Regions from separate parts of the Anas platyrhynchos genome. Here region 2 is linked to region 1. Evidence: chromatin contacts called from public Hi-C data. All regions are on one chromosome and are shown on one strand. The core of a region is the stretch at or near the end of the contact, and the rest is flanking DNA. Distances in the headings are between cores, read along the strand shown.

Evidence for each region. Hi-C and Micro-C count contacts between places; a contact is called where the count stands out from the background.
Region 2: a Hi-C map of skeletal muscle shows a contact between it and region 1, with 4 times the contacts expected there. The contact joins two enhancer-like sites. A contact is called at or near these places in 4 of 8 Hi-C or Micro-C datasets (liver, skeletal muscle, small yellow follicle and 1 more).

The regions. Positions count from the first base shown.
Region 1 is chr3:114,952,609-114,960,550 of IASCAAS_PekinDuck_T2T, reverse strand. All of the region lies in intron 3 of SUPT3H (SPT3 homolog, SAGA and STAGA complex component), which reads left to right. Among named protein-coding and RNA genes, the nearest start is that of RUNX2, 110 kb to the left of the region's middle. Within about 2 kb of position 4,635, at least 1 of the 8 cell types and tissues checked has an H3K27ac peak or open chromatin away from gene starts, as enhancers often do.
Region 2 is chr3:115,121,244-115,129,185 of IASCAAS_PekinDuck_T2T, reverse strand. RUNX2 (RUNX family transcription factor 2) reads right to left here. Exons shown (of 7, transcript XM_038176222.2): 3 at 2,008-2,312. Among named protein-coding and RNA genes, the nearest start is that of SUPT3H, 17 kb to the right of the region's middle. Within about 2 kb of position 4,900, at least 6 of the 8 cell types and tissues checked have an H3K27ac peak or open chromatin away from gene starts, as enhancers often do.

The DNA of each region.
Region 1 (7,942 bases), core at 3,386-5,885:
TTGAAAAGTCTCAACCTGTTCTAGAGATCAAATGCTCTTACTGCTGTACCAAACAAGCTCAGTGGCAAAGTGTCTGTCATTTGGGGGTGAGGAATGCGCTGGTTTAGAAGGGCCCACCTTCAGGCATAAGATTGTTTTATCAATTTCTTATTTAAAAATATTTTTTTTTTTCTTTTTCTATGTCTCGATTGTAAGACTTGACTTTAGATTACTTGAGAAAATGGGCAGTATTTCATTTTTAATATTTTAGAATACTAGAAAATAGCTTTAACGGGGATATTTTACAGAAATTTTAAATTGTAAATGATGAACTCTTTTCTGACTTTTTATGAAAACTTGTCTTTTCTTCAATGAATGCATGAAAAACATCAAATGCATGAAAAGCAGTGTCCTGCGTTTTCTATTCTAACATTAGCTGTTGCTTGTTCACCTTATTCAGATGTATTTATTTTAAGGCACAGAATCTACCTCATTTAATAATTTTATTTTCTTTCCCCAGAGAAGAGTTGAGATGCTACTTTTAGGTATTTCCACATTCAACAAAGCCAAACAGTAGAGGGCAAATTTGGAGCTACTCCTCTAGGACGGTCACTACAAGTTAAGGAGGTTATTGAAAAAGAATAAATAAATAAATTAATGTAGCAAGAGCTGCTTAGTACCAGAGGCATAGCAAGCATGCTTTTGAGCAGAGGTCTTCTTTGTACCTCAGGAGCAAATACACCATTAGGAATAGTCTGGGAGTACCGGTTTGTGTTTTTGCACATTTTGTGCCCTTTTCTTAGAATGAGAGCACTTGATCAGATGTTTTCTTTCCCATAAATCTTTCTTCCCCATAGTTGACATAGTAGACACAGCAACCACTACCTGGTGATACAGAGATGCTGCTCAGCATCTGATTGGGATGGATCTCACTGAGTGGAGCCTAAGACTCAAATCATTTATCCAATGTTGTTCTTCTGGCTGTGTGAAGCTGTCAGAATTTTTTAAATGTTTTGCCTGCATTCACTTTCAGGAAAACCAAGCTGTGAAGTGATATAAATCATTATATATTTGTTTTTATCTGTATGTTCATATTGTGGTACAACATGTTCTTAGGGTAGTCTGAATCATCTTAGAATAACTCTTGTTATGACTATGATGTACTTTTTCTACAAAGCAGCCACATTATTTATTTGGTGCATATGATGCACCTGTTCTGGTCCTGAGTCTATGCTGTATAGTCTTCATGACTTATTTGTTTCAGAAGATAGCACGTGCATTGTAAATGAGGAAACAGATTTCAGGAAGGGAAAATATGGTTTCTTTTAAGCATTTTGATATTATTATTTTTCTGGTCCCAAAATACAGATAATGCCTCTACTTTTCACTTGGAGGCTGAGAAAATGTTACCATTTGTGAAAGACTAAGGTACCAATATTAAGAATCCTATAGAAAAATAAAAAAAAAAAAAAAAAGCAGAAGGAAATGAATAATTATGTTCACATAATTGTAGCCACATGTTCAATAATGAAGAGGAAAAAAGCAAACTGTTGACTAGATTGAATGGAAAAAACAATTTGATCAATGGTTACAGATTGTCTTGTAGTGCTTATAAAATAAAAAGAATGAAGGTAGTGCAGGCAGCCACTATCGTGGTGTTTCCTGATTTTCGCTGTCAGTCTTTGGGCCTTTGATACCAATCACATAGATTTATGTGTTGTTCATATATAGGCATCTATGTGTCTCTGTACACAGGTCTGCTTTTTACATCCTGAACACAACAGCTTCCTATTTAGGCTGTTTAGTAAGAGGAATTAAATATGTAAGACATTTCACTCATGGGTCTTCAGAATCAATTGCATTCCTAAATGTGTATGTACTCAATTACCTTGGCTTCTGGAGCTTTTATATATAATAACCTGATAAGCTGATCCCAGGCTGAGTTTCCAAAATGCAAATAGATCTTCTATTTAATTTTTATATGTGTTAGGAGTATGGTATAGATTGATAACTGTCAAAATCTTGGCTGAGCAAGTAAACAGTAGATTGTTATTACACAATATGATGTACTCTGTTAAATCAATGTTTTGTCAATGGTTTTGCTCTGATTTAACAGGCTTTTGCCAAGAGTATTTTTGACATAACCTAAAAAATGTCTCAAATCATTTAGCTGTTTCTGGATTGGAATGAAGGAGCAATCTTTCTGTCCGTGGAAAGATCCTAATTACATCCCAAGTTTCAGATGTCAAATAGAAAACTGATATTCAGGGTTTCTTTCTTCCTTTTACTTTGTATAGACGTATTTTATATATATATAACATACAATGAATATTGTATGAATGTGTAAAATCCATACAAAGACCCACCTCATCTCATAGTCCGATTCTGGCAACAGCTAGTCAGTGTGAAACTCTAAAAAGAAATCTAAAAAGAAAAGAATCTGAAATTTATCAGTGGTGTGAATACATGAGTATTTGATTAGGAAGATGGACCTTGGGTTAATTTTGAAAAGCATCTGTGTATCTTTAAAATCTGCTTCAGAGTCAAATAAGCAAAGAATTTTTACTACTATATTTATCATTCTGCTTGCTTTATTTCAAATAATTGTCCAAATATGTTAACTGTCGGTGATAGGGTGGTAAAATTCCTTCTGCTTTTCCTTGTTGATCCTGACTGAATTCATCTGAACAAACAAAGGCAAACAAATGTATGTATCTGTACCTGAGATAATCACAAGAAATTATCTTTTGTGTCAGGGGAGATAAATGAGCACTTTCAGGATGTGACGATGTGAGTTCAAGAAATGTTTGGACAGTGCTGTCAGACGCATGGTCTGATTTTTTTCGGTGGTCCTTTGGGGACCCAGGAGTTGGACTCGATGATTCTTATGGGTCCCTTCCAACTCGGCTTATGTTATTACTTTGTGATTCTATGATTCCTCTGCTAATGCAGTTATTTAACAGTCTGCCATCCATATAAAATCTGGATTTCTGGAATGAAGTGACTTTCATGACTTCCACCACAATTTTGACAGCACTGGCTGTATTGTTTGATTTTTTGTTCTTCATTGATTTTATCAAATAAAACTGAAAACTTAAAGTTGCAAATGGCACAAACTGATTTGTAGATATCTGTGGCAAAAGAAGAGTAATGTTAAATTCTGCATGGTCCCGAATGTAACTCATAGAACGTAAAGGTCATCTCAGAGAGTTTAACAGAGCAAATTCATTGTAGATTTTAAATCACCTTATCTGATTTCAAGCAAACCTGATAGGTTCAGAATAACTTTTTTTAGGAAGATTGGCTTGTTAACAGTGTTATGCAGTTACAAGGAAATGTGGTCACAGCTGGTTCTGGTTTCTTAGCTAATCCACCTGATTGGAAACAACAGGTTTTTGATATTTTTCCATTTCTTACACTGACACCTAGTGTTCAGAGTTCTTGAGTTTTCTAATACTGCACTTTGTTATTAATAGATAACAGCTAATACTGATATTCTACACCTTTGTCAAAATCCTCTGCTTCTGTTGATCTTAAAAAGAAAACAAGAACTGAAGGCAAAGGTGTTACCAAGAATCAGAAAATTTTTACTTTCGAATGACACCATTGGAAAATTAGCTACAAAAGCTATTTTTCTTCTTGAAGTGCTGCAGATTTGTTTTCTTAATATTTCAGAGCTTTTGTTTTGGCAAATACAACCCCTTTGTGTCTGTAAGTGTCACTGGCCAACAAAAACAGCGATAACAGCAGAAGCTGTTAGATCAGTATTTATTTAATTGTGGGGGATATCAAACGTGTTTTATTTCTGTGTTCTTTTATCTTCAAGCCACAAGTTCAACCTGATAGGAGTACTGATGGCAGCATAGTCCTTGAGTGGACAGAAAAGGAGTTATACACAAAAACCGGCACAAACAATCTTTTCTTATCTCAGACTTGCTGCAAATAAATGCAGAAATCACAGTATGGATTGTAACCCATTTCTGACAAAAATGACACCTGACAGAGGAAAATGTATGCTTTACCTCCCACACTTGTGATTTTACTATGTGTTAACTGAATATTTTTTGTCATATAAGGTGGAGTGTATGAATTTTGTGTAGCTGTATCTAAAAGTATAAAGGAATGTTTAAGTTTTATTGATGGGTTCCACAGAAAAGTGAAAAATATTCAGGTGGAGAAAATGCATTGTAAGCTTATCCTTGATCCTTGATTTTAATACTTTACCTTTTTCTTTTCATGACTTTCCCTGTAAGTGAACCAAAACCCCACCTTTCTGCACCAAGGAATAAGTGTTTTACATTTCCTCACATTCACTAAGTTGCCTCTCAGAAAACCAGGCGGCAGTGACAATTCACTAAATACACACCTAGACAATGGGTTCCTTTTGAGGAAACAGTTGATTCTTACCCAATTCCCTATCAGGTCTGAATGTGGCCATAAAAACATTCTCTTCATATAAACTTTGGTAAACTTTATTCTGCAGATTTCACTGTTCTAGGCTGAAGCTTTCCCTCCAGGGATGTTGTCTTCCTTCCAGACCTATCGACTGCGCAATCTTGTCCTGTTAAGACTGAAAATTAAAGAAAAAATAATTGGTGTTTAAAAACGCACTGTGACAGGTACAAGACAGTTTACCATGATGTCATGGAAGAAGTGGCTTGGTCAGAGGGGAGCTAAAAGGAAATAAAATTGAGAAAACATTGTAGAAGCTCTGTAGCAATTGATATAGGGATGGTCCTCTTAAAAAGCATATGCTTTACAGCCAGCCTTCTCCCACTGGATTGTTTTCAGAACTGCTTTTAAGTACAGTAGGGTAGTATGTATATATACACATATATATTCCCAAACTAAAATACTTATTTTCATACATTGTTCCTTGGACGTGCAACATTTAAGGTGTAAGTTAGGCTGTCCATTTTCTTATATCTAGGGTAAAGGCATTGCACTTCTCTGAATGCAAATGACATATTGGATACTATGCTGCCAAGTTGGCTATCAGTAGTTTATATTCACATCAGCCAGTCGTAGTGTGTTTATCAGACGAATAATCAGAGTCAACAGAGAGAAAGGATACTTGTAGAATATCATTTATTTGACTTCCTTCAGGCGTTTATTTTCAGGATAAGGTGAGTTTGGTTGCAGAATGGTGATTTGTCTCTAGTGACTATACGAGATGCCTTGATTGACTGTCTTATGTATGTAGACATCCCTGTTTAGCCAGGTAGCGGCCACCTAAGAGTAACAGACAAAAGTCCCTTATGACACAAGTACTTCTATGACAAAAGTCTTGAAGCTTCCAAAAACCAGGAGGATAAATTAAAGTTCTCTGATGTTAAAAAAAAAAAAAAAATAGTGTTAAAAATGGTGAAAAACTCAGAGAAAATAAAGACTTTGAAGGCCCAATTCTCTGACCAGGAAGAGACATGTAGTGTCCCATATATGAATAGTCTCAAGGGAGGAGGGGATTTATGAAAAGTCAGGTTGGAGCTGATCCAAGACAGAGTTAGAAGAGGGGAAGTCTGTGCGTTAGCTGAAAACTGCATGTTCTGTGTTGTTTTGTTTTGTTTTGTTTTGTTTTACAGATTAAGAGAGAGAGACAAATGGGAAAAGATTTGGAGATACAGGTTGCATTGAGATATGGGTTCTTTAGAAGAGAGTGTAGGCTGAGAACATCTGTACACTGTGAGCAAAAGTGCCAGAGAGCAATGAAAAATGGAAATCTAAGTAGGCAGGATATGATGCATGTACTGAGGTGGGTCAGAGTTGGGAAAAAGGCCAGAGATTTATGACAAGGGAAGGTGTTCAGGAAGGAAAACTAGGTGCAACTTTGTGGGAATGCATATATTATCTGTTGTAGCAGAAAAAAATAATGAGCAAAAAGAGGAACTAGGATTGCAAATGACGAATAGGAAGCGTAAAGTTCCTCAGAGGGTTGTTTAAAGAAGTGGAATAAAGATGAAAACAAACTTGTAGTGGAAGGAGTTTGGAAGAAGATCCCATGACCTTCTCTTGAAATGTTCTTTAGCAAGAGAGTGGGAATGCATGCACTGAGAGACAGGAGGTTTGAAAGAGAAGCTCTGGTTGGTGCATTGAACCTCGCCAAATCTTCTCAGGTTTGGAGAATCAGTTTGGGAAGTAGGTTTGCAAGAAAATAAGTACTGCTGACAAGAATATAATCAATAAATTGAATAATAATCAGCAGAAACGTTGAATTGCTAATGAGGCCAAATAAAGTAGATGGATAATGATGCAAGAGGTGGAATATTGCAAATATTGCACTGGGAACGAGAACACATGAGCAAGGAGAAGGGACAGACAGTTTTTACATCCTGGTCAAAAATCCATGGCAAAATGGAAAGTCTTATAACAAATGTTTCATCTATGGACATCACTCTACACATGCAAGTCTGAATGCGTGCATCTTTGCACAGTCACCTACTTGCATACATGTATGCATATGCATATATATATATATATTATATACACATATAGAATGAGATTAATAATGAGTACTTTTATAGCGATACGCAGCCTGATGTTAATGTATCAAATACAATGTACTCACAAGATACTTTTCCTAGCAACCCTTCTTACAATACTCAGTAACTACATATTTTGTAATCTGTGATTTTAGAATATACTTTCACATTGCTTGTCATTTTCATCTTACATTCTGCCACCATCATTCCAAATTAGGAAAAAAAAAAAAAAAAAAAGGATCACTTTCCTGATGAGAAATTAAAGTACAAAGAAGACTAAGTGGATTTTCCCAATGTCATGAAATAAATAAATGGCAGAGCTGAAAAAAGTTGACGAGTTATAGCTGAGAGGGAAGCTGTGCAAAGTTATTTTATATTGATGGACTATGTCTCAGCCAATTGGATTTTTATTTGACAATCCAAAGGTGTAATAACTTTTATTGTAAGAGGAAGAAAAATACACCAAGGCTAATAAATAATGGAGGACCTACTAGGGATATGCATAAATGCGTATCCTGTTCCTATGTATATACAAGCTTAATTGTGTCTCTTTTAATTTTGCTGTTTGATTCAATAGGATTGTCAGGTAATCATCCTTTTGAAAGAACAGAAGAGGATAAAATTTCAAATAACTTTGTTAATCTCTTCTGGCTGTTAAAAGAAAAGATTTATTGGTATCAAATTTTATTGCATTCTTAGAATTTACGAATTGATTGGCTGCTAGTTTAGCTTACTTGTCTCTTCCAGTTAGAAACCCAAACACAACAGAAGAAAGACATCACATTGAAGCTGACATGCAACAAGTGAGTGAAAGTTCACTTGGCTTTTTCTCTCAGCACCAGGTGCAAAAATTGGCTAAAAGTGCTGTGGCAGGCAGTTATTTTAAAGCAGTTTCTGGTTTAGTGTTTTATCAAGCCCAGGAGTAAAATATTCTGCAACTACTGCAGTTTCACAAAGCTACTTTTTAAGGTAGAACTCTGAATTGTTTAACTAATTAAAATGGCCCAGTACAAACATTAATCATACCATAACCATTAATGAGAGGGTTTGTGGGATTTATGGAGGGCTGTATAAAATATTTTAGAAGTGTGTATCATTTCTTTGTTTAATACACAATTCATTTGCATTATCCAAATATACCAGAGGTTCTTGAAGTCTTCAGGAGTGTTTGTGATTTCCTACATCCGATCTTAGGAGTGATGGAGTAGATATAGTCATTTCTGGGGGAAAGAAGAAAACTCCAGCAGTGTCCTTGGCTTTCTGGCAGTTGTTTTTTGTTGAATAGCTGCTATGTACAGCTGTGCATTCTGCTTTAAAATAATACTTCTCTAAACTGCAGTTTTCTCAAGGTGGGAAGCTGGTGGCTCAATGATGACATAAACTCCAGAAGTGTAGAGTTCAAGTGGTTTGCATGTGGGACTGCCAAATAACACAGGTTTGGTTTGTTTTCTTTTTATTACACCGATTCTCCTCCCCAGATGTCT
Region 2 (7,942 bases), core at 3,651-6,150, 170 kb before region 1:
TGCCGACCACAAAAGCAGGCCACGTTCGGAGCCGTCCTGCACCTCAAAGCCTGACAGGTTCCTTGCCTGTACCCGCAACCTTTGGCCTGCCCTGGCCTGCATCCCTACTGCCTCCCATCAGCATGGCACCGTTACTGACAGCCCCTTGAGAACCACTACGTTTAGCCACTTTTAACAATTTTCCCCGCAAAAAGCGGTAATGCCAGTACAGCTTTCCAGCGCACGGCCTGGAAACGCTCAGACCCTTTACAAGCCCAGCTCCCTTCCAGCCCTCCACGGGCACCCCACATCCCAGGCCGAAGCCGGGCAGGTGTCCCAGGACACCCGTCCCTCTCCATCCCCACCAATGGCCACGGGAGAGGACATCCAAAGCTAATGCTGTCGGATGCTGCAGGGAAGGAGGAGGGCTCGCTTTCAAGCACACAACCGGTGCTGTTGATGGAGCAGCCAAGCAGCCCTCTCCTCGCCCGAGGTGGGGATGCAGCGGGACATGGCATCCGTTTCTCCTCAGGCCTTGCTGAGGAGGGAGTGTCCCAGGGCCAGGCACTTCCCTGCTCCTCCATCAGGAGAAGCGAGGGGGTCCCGGCCTCCCCCCTGGGGTCTCCCCACCCCATCTCGGCCCGCGCTGCCTGTGGGCCACAGGGGGGCTTTGGGATGGGGGAGGAGGGGTGGCACTGAAGACCCACTCCCGTTCTCCCACCCCAGCCTGACCCCCCCCAGGGACCCCATCCCTTACAACACGTCTCACAGCACCCCCCCGGTGTGCACCCCGCCAGCCTCAGGACGGGGATAGAGGCAGAGGTTGAAGGGGGGGGCATCCATTTTGCACCCAGCTCTTGCACACGAGTAAATTGCCCATTCCTCAATGGGGGGGGAGGGGGATTTAAAAAAAAAAAAAAAAGTGGGAAAGAGAGGATTTGGGCTGGGGGTGGCACACGGACAGAGGGAGACGCTTGAGGGGGGGGACACCAGTTCTGCCCTGTGGGGAGAGAAATAACAGGATGACCCCCATAGGGTGGGAGGTGACGGGGAGGGGGGGGTGACCAGGCATTGCAGGGGACACGGGAAGCACAGCGGGATGGGGTGGGCACAGGAGACAGCAGGACAGGGTGGGTACAAAGGGCACTGCCAGGCTGGGGGGGTGCAGGGGGTACTGAAGCACGAGGGGGGTACAAAACCCCTATAGGCCTGGGGGGGGGACACAGGAGGCACAGAAGCTCCTGAGGGTCAGTGGGACACGCATACACCAGAGACATTGGGGAGGGGGAGGAAGGAGTCAGTGCAGGATGGGGGTGGGAGGGGGACACAGGAGGCACTGGGGGGGCACAGAAGTCACTGCAGGACAGAGGGGACACAGAAGTCACTGCAGGACGGAGGGAGGGGGGCACAGAAGTTGGTGCAGGACGGCAGGAGGACACACAGGAGGCAGTGCAAGACGGGAGGGGGGGGCACAAGAGGCACAGCAGGATGGGGGGCACAGAAATCAGTGCAAGATGGGGGGGGCTCAGGAATCATTGCAGGCTGAAGTGTGTGTGTGTGGGGGGAGACAGATGCAAGGAGGGAGGGGGAGCAGGAGTCATTGCAGGACGGAGTGGGGGGGCAGGAGACACTGTAGGGGGGGAGCACAGAAGTCATTGCAAGACGGGGGGGACACAGCAGGCACTGAAGGATGAGGGGGGGACAGAAGTCATTGAGGGGGGCACAGAAGTCACTGAGGGGGACACAGAAGTCATTGTGGGGGCACAGAAGTCATTGCAGCGCTGAGAGGGGGACACACGGGGGGGACACGAATCAACACAAGACGGAGAGGGGGCACTTCAGGATGAGGAGTGCTGAGGGGGGGGGACCCCATACACACAGCAATGACTCCGGGAGGGGGGGGGGGGGGCACGAAATCCCCTCTGCCAGGACAGCATCGGCGGGGAAAGGCGGGGGGGGCGCCGGGGGGGCTGGGTCTTGAGGGTTGTTGGGGGGGGGCGTTGTGGGGGGGGGGGGGGGGGGGCTCACCTTGAATGCCACCGGGAGGGTCTTGTTGCAGCGCCAGTGCGAGGGCAGCACGGAGCACAGGAAGTTGGGGCTGTCGGTGCGGACCAGCTCGGCGGGGTGGTCAGCGATGATCTCCACCATGGTGCGGTTATCGTGGGGGCGCAGCCTGGGCACGGCGGCCGCGGCTTCTTGCTGCTGCTGCTGCTGCTGCTGCTGCTGTTGCTGCTGCTGCTGCTGTTGGGCTACTACGACCGGGCTGACTTCGCTCATCTTGCCGGGCTGCAGGCTGCTGGAGGGGGGGCTGAACCTCCGGCTGGTGCTGGGATCTACGGGAATACGCATCACAACAGCCACAAGTTAGCGAATTGGGGGGCGGGGGGGGGGGGAAGGGGGGGGAGCGGTGAGGGGGGATCGCTGGAGGAGGCGTGTAGAAAAAAAAAAAAAAAGGGGGGGGGGTAGGGGGTTGTAAAAAATAAAAATTAAAAAAAAAAATCGTCGAAAAAAAAAGGGTGAATGAAAAAGTGGAGGCGTCAAGATCAAGGGCCAAAAAGCGAAAAAAAAATAATAATAACAATAATAAAAAAGCCAGCAGATTAAATGCACGAGGAAAAAAAAAAAAATCTCAGTCTGTTGTTTTTTGGTTTGTTTGTTTGTTTTTCTCCGAGGCAGCCGGACGGGGCGGGGGGCGATGCGATGCCGGTCTGGGGGCGCCTGCAGCCCGCAGCAGCGAGGAGGGCGACGGTGGGCTTGGGGCCGGGGCTGCGGCTCTCAGCAGAGCCCGGCTGGAAGCTGCATGGTCCCGGCTGCACCGCGCCGCTTCTCCTCCTCCTTCCTTCCTCCCTTCTCGCACAGTCTCTCTGCTCCTTTCCCTCCTTCTCGCCACCGCTTCTTTCCTCAAGTGCTTGAGTTTCTTTCCTTTTTTTTTTTTTTCCTTCCCCTCCCTCCCAGTCCTTTTTTTTTTTTTTTTTTTCTTTTCGGATTTTCTAAGGTTGGCTGGGGAGAAGAGAAGGCGCTGCTGCCGCTCGGGCTTCCTGGGCTGCTGCTGTGCGCGGCGGCCAGCAGAGGAGCGGAACTTTCAAGGGGGGTGTCGAGGGGAACGTCCCGGTTTCCTCCAAAGAAGTCTTCCTCCTCCGGACAAATAAACAGCGAAAAAAAGAAAATAGGAGAAAAAAAAGGAAAAAAAAAAAAAAAAGAAATACGGACGAAGTCCCGCTGGGCTCCCCCCGCTTCTTGCCCTTGGCTTTAGGAAGCCGGGGCTCCGAAAGGCGCTCCCGGAGGGGGGGGGGGGGTTGGGGTGAAAAGAAAGTTTTAGGGGGGCCGGGCCAGGAGGGAAGTCCCACAGCTGAGAATGAGAAGAGAGGCTTTAGCCGGTTCCTCTGGGAGGCTTCGGGGCTTAAGAAAAGTTGAACTTTCGGATTCCCAGGGAGAAAAAAAAAAAAAAAAAAAAAAAAAAAAAAAAAAAAAAGCGGGGAGCGCAGTTTGGGGAAAAGAAAAAAAAGGGAAAAAGGAAAGAAAGAAAAAAAAACAGTTCTCTTTAGGCTGATTTCTAAAATATGCCCAAGTAAATTCTGGGAAAAGGCAGCCTCGGTGCAGTCCGGTCCTTTTAATTAAGTCGCTGCTGGATCCAAGTCCGTTGAGTTGAATAGGCTAACAAAAATCTTTCCTTTTTTTTTTTTTTTCCGCCCCTGATGAACAACAGCAGCAAAAAAAAATCATTAAAACGTCGGTTTGTCTGAGTTATTTTTCTTTCTGAAAATCGTTTTGAAAAAAAAAAAAAAAAAAAAAAGCAAAGCAAAAACAACAAAACTTCTTTTGGGTCCCAAGAAGTTGAGGTCGGGGAAGATGAAGGAGCCGAAAAAACACGCCACGGTTTTTTGTCCTGAATGTGGTTTTTGGAGGCTGGGATTTCTAATGATTAGGTTTTTGTGGTTTATATATACAGGACTCTCTGGCTAAGGCGATCATTATGCTGATGAGAGTCAGCAGCACGTGGTGCTTCAGTCCTCAGACTTCTGCAGCCTTCAAAATAAATAAAACAATGTGCATCCCCCACAGGAGGAGAAACTCTGCTCCGAGCCGGGCTCACCCACGGGGAGGGGGACGAGGACAGGGAAGGGGGGCAGCGGGACACGGTCTCCGAGCTCCACTTCTCGCCGGGTTTTTTCCATTAACACTTTGGGGCTTGTTTGTTTTAAAATATATATATATGAAAAATCTTGTTTAAAAAAAAAAAAAAAAAAGTAATAATAAGCTGGTGCCAAAGTTTTTTTTTTTCTTTTTTTTTTTCTAAGTCTCCGGTAGTCTAACGCCTAAAACATTTCCTTGAATGAATGAAAGCTATAAAACCCCCCTCAGACTATTAAGGTAAAGGGAGTCTGGTTTGTTTTCTGCCTTAAAAAAAAAAAAAAAAAAAAAAAAAAAAAAGAAAAAAGAAAAAAAAAAAGGCAGATCTTATTAAAAACAATTTACATACCCAATAGTAAAAAAGTGTAACCGCCTCCCGGGGCAGATAAGGACCTATCACATCCCTCCCGCTAATTTCTAAGGTTTTGCTCCTTCGGGCTCCTGCCACCTTCTTGCGAGCGGCCGGCGTGGCGGGGGGGGGGCCGTGCTGGGTGTCCCTGGGGGGGTGCCCATGGGTGGGGGCCTTGGGGGGGGTGTCCTGGAAGGGGGACCTCCCTTCCACGCATCCTTTACACCGAGCCACCCTCCGTGCAGAGATGGGCTGGCGGAGCTGAGCCCCCCCAGGCTCTCCCCGTGCCCTCCCGCCGGTCCCCTTTTGATCCCCGCCGGGGGTGGTGGGGGGGGGGGGGGGTCACCGTGTGTCGTCCCCACACCCCCGGGGACCGGAGGGGAAGGTGGGGCAGCAGGAGCCGGGCGGCCCCGCCGCGGCGCTCGGAGGCCGAGCTCTGCCGATCGGTCGCAGGGGAGAGCTCTCGCTCCGCGCACCGCCGCTCCGCGCGGCTCGGGGGGGGGGCGGCGGCTGCCGGGACCGCTCCGGCCCCCCCCGGGGTCTTTCCCACGGCCACATCGGGGGGCGACAGCCCCTGCGCCGCCGCCCTGCACGCAGCTACACCCGTTTTCACTCTTTTTTAAATTTTTTAAATGTATTTTTTTAACTTTTTATCTTTTTTTTTTCATTTTTTTATTTTTTCCCTTTTTCCTTTTCCTTTTTTCATTTTTCTTTTTTTTTTCTCCTTTATTTCCTTATTATTATTTCTTTATTTCTATTTTTTGTCTTTTTTCTTTATGTTTTATTTCTTTATTATTTTTATTTCTTTATTTCATTTCTTTATTTTTTATTTCTTCGTGCTTCTATTTGGTATTTCTTCATTTCTTTATATTTTCTTTATTTTTTATTTATTTTTATTTCTTTCTTTGTTTCTTCATTTTTTTATTTATTTCTTTATTTTTATTTCTTTATTTATTCCTTTATGTTTTACTTCTTTTTTTTTTTTCATTCCTCTTTTCCTCTTCAAATACCAGAGGGGATGGGGGAAGTTTCCTACCCTACTGCACCTATGCAGTCTCTGTGGGTAAGGAGCAAACCCTCCCTGAGCTTGCCCCCCCTCCTGCAGCAAGGACAGGGGGCTGCTTTCCCCCAGGGGCCACAGGCACCTCCAAAGGACCATCACACTCCACCGAGAGCACAGGGGATATTCAGAAGCTCCACCTTACTGTAGTTGCAATACCGAAAATACACCTTTTCATAATTATTTGAGTAAAATGTTTGTGACCACCATGTTTTATTAATTTATTCCCCCCCACCCCCCCTTAGCTGGAAGGGAAAAGCTTTCCATTAGAGCTATTCCAAAGGTGCTAGAAAGAAGGCAAGAGGATGTCTTATACCCAAATGCTATATATACCTGACAGTCATTACATTTCAAACAAGAAGATACATTTCCACTTTTAATTGGCCACACTAAAAGTTTTACAGTCGCCTCTCTTCCTACTAAAATAAAATAAAAAGTTAATTAGGATAAACCCAAATATGTTATTGGAAGCTACCAGTGTAAGGTCACTTAAAATAGTCCACGGTTATTTATAATCTTGAAAGAAAATTTTCCACTGAACGCCCTAACAAAGTTTCAGGTATCTGGCACAGCTGATTTTCAGTCTCCAAGCAAAAATATCTTTCTGCTGAACATTTACACATTTAACAGGAACTTACTACAGCCTGGAACAGATCACAGCTCAGAGTACTAGCATTTTATTTAAATGGTTATGGACAAATTAATAAAAGTACCAGTAATGTTTATGGACTTGCATAAAAGCTGGACGGGATTTTTTCAAAATAGTAATTCATGTTATGATATATATAATCTGGAACTTTGGCTGGGATTTGGCTGAAATGGAGAGCAACCCTGCTGCTCGGCTTTCCTCGGCTTTCATTTCAGAACTTCTCGGAATTTTAGCCCTGGTTGCAAAATGGGTCATATTTTAAGATGTTAGAGAATTGCAGGAGGGTTAGTGAAAAAATGTGCTTGCACTGCAAATTATGTCTCAACAAACACCTTCAGATCCACTTTATAAAATAAGATTTTCATTAGTACAGCTACGATTGCTGCAATTTTGATTGTCTTTCAGCTTTTTCCCTTTTAATTAAGTTATGGATGCAGCCATAATTATATCGCTTTTTGCCAAAAAGGTAATGTTTTAAACAGCACAGGGTTTGTTTACTGTTACTTTTCTAAAACCCGGGCCTAGCGCGCTCACGTTGTAAGTATCGTATGCTCGAGAGGAAAAATAATTGTCGAATTTGAAAGATGCAAACCTGGATGATGTTCCCTAAATAAATAGTTTCGATGCCAGTTTGCCGGGCTGGAATGTGCTGTAAATATGATGAGTACAGGATTTATTTTGAGCTATAGAAGTAAATAGCCTTTGTGAAAAAGGAATAAGTGAACGGGTTCATGGGGTTTGTTATTGCCTTGGATATTTTTAGTTGGAGTGACTACAGCAACGTCAGCAATTATTACTATAGCTGAGGACGTGCCAATATTCTCTTTCCAACATCTACCTGCTAAAAGTTTTTAATTAATTCGTGAAAATGAGCATCAGGTCAAAATGTGTCAACTTCAGTAAGCTTAGTGCTACAGAAGGGATTGCCCAAATTTCCATTCATTTCAGCAGGGGCAAGATAAGCTCCAGTGGCTCTTGGCAGTGCTTTGCTTTCGCTTTGGCTGCGAATTGACTGTTTGCCCAGCTATTCTTTGCACTTTTTTTTTTTTTTTTAAAAAAAAAAGACAAATAGTAACTCCAGATTTGCATGTTATTTGGTCTGTTAAGTAGACATGTGGTAATGGGTTCTGTAACTACAACGTTCGTATTCAGACTCTGGACAACTCTGGTTTGTTTAACTACTGTGTCCCTGTCCCCTTGATTTACGGCCTAGATAAAAGAACACTCGTTGTGTCCTGAAATTAGCTGACACCATTTAATATTTCAGCACCACACACTGATTTTTAGTATTTCTAGTCCCCAATACAAATATAAGCACAGAGGTTCAAAAGTCAGGTTGGAAAATGATCATATTAAGTAAATAATAAATAGATAGACAAATAAATAAATGAATTCCAGAATATTACTTTTTTCCACTAGGTTTTTGGTAGTAAGCAAGGACTGATGGCTGAAACTTGTGCGCTCTGCCTCCGGATTTGATGCTGACTGGCTCTGGGGCAAGTTTTGCTTCAGTGTAGAAAGGGGTACTAGTTATTAACACATGCTTCCAGATATAAGAAATGCATGTAAAGTCCTCAGAAGTCAAAAAAGTAGCAGGGCTCTGCTCCCGTAAAACATACCAGTAATACCAGGAGATGAATTCAAAAAGCTGGTAAGAAACCTGCCGTGTCACTACTGAAAAATGGTTGGCTTCTCCGTGGCATGCAGCGAAACGCATGTTATGCAAACAAGAGAGTAAACAGTTACTGAAGTCTGGATTTTCTCCTAATGATTT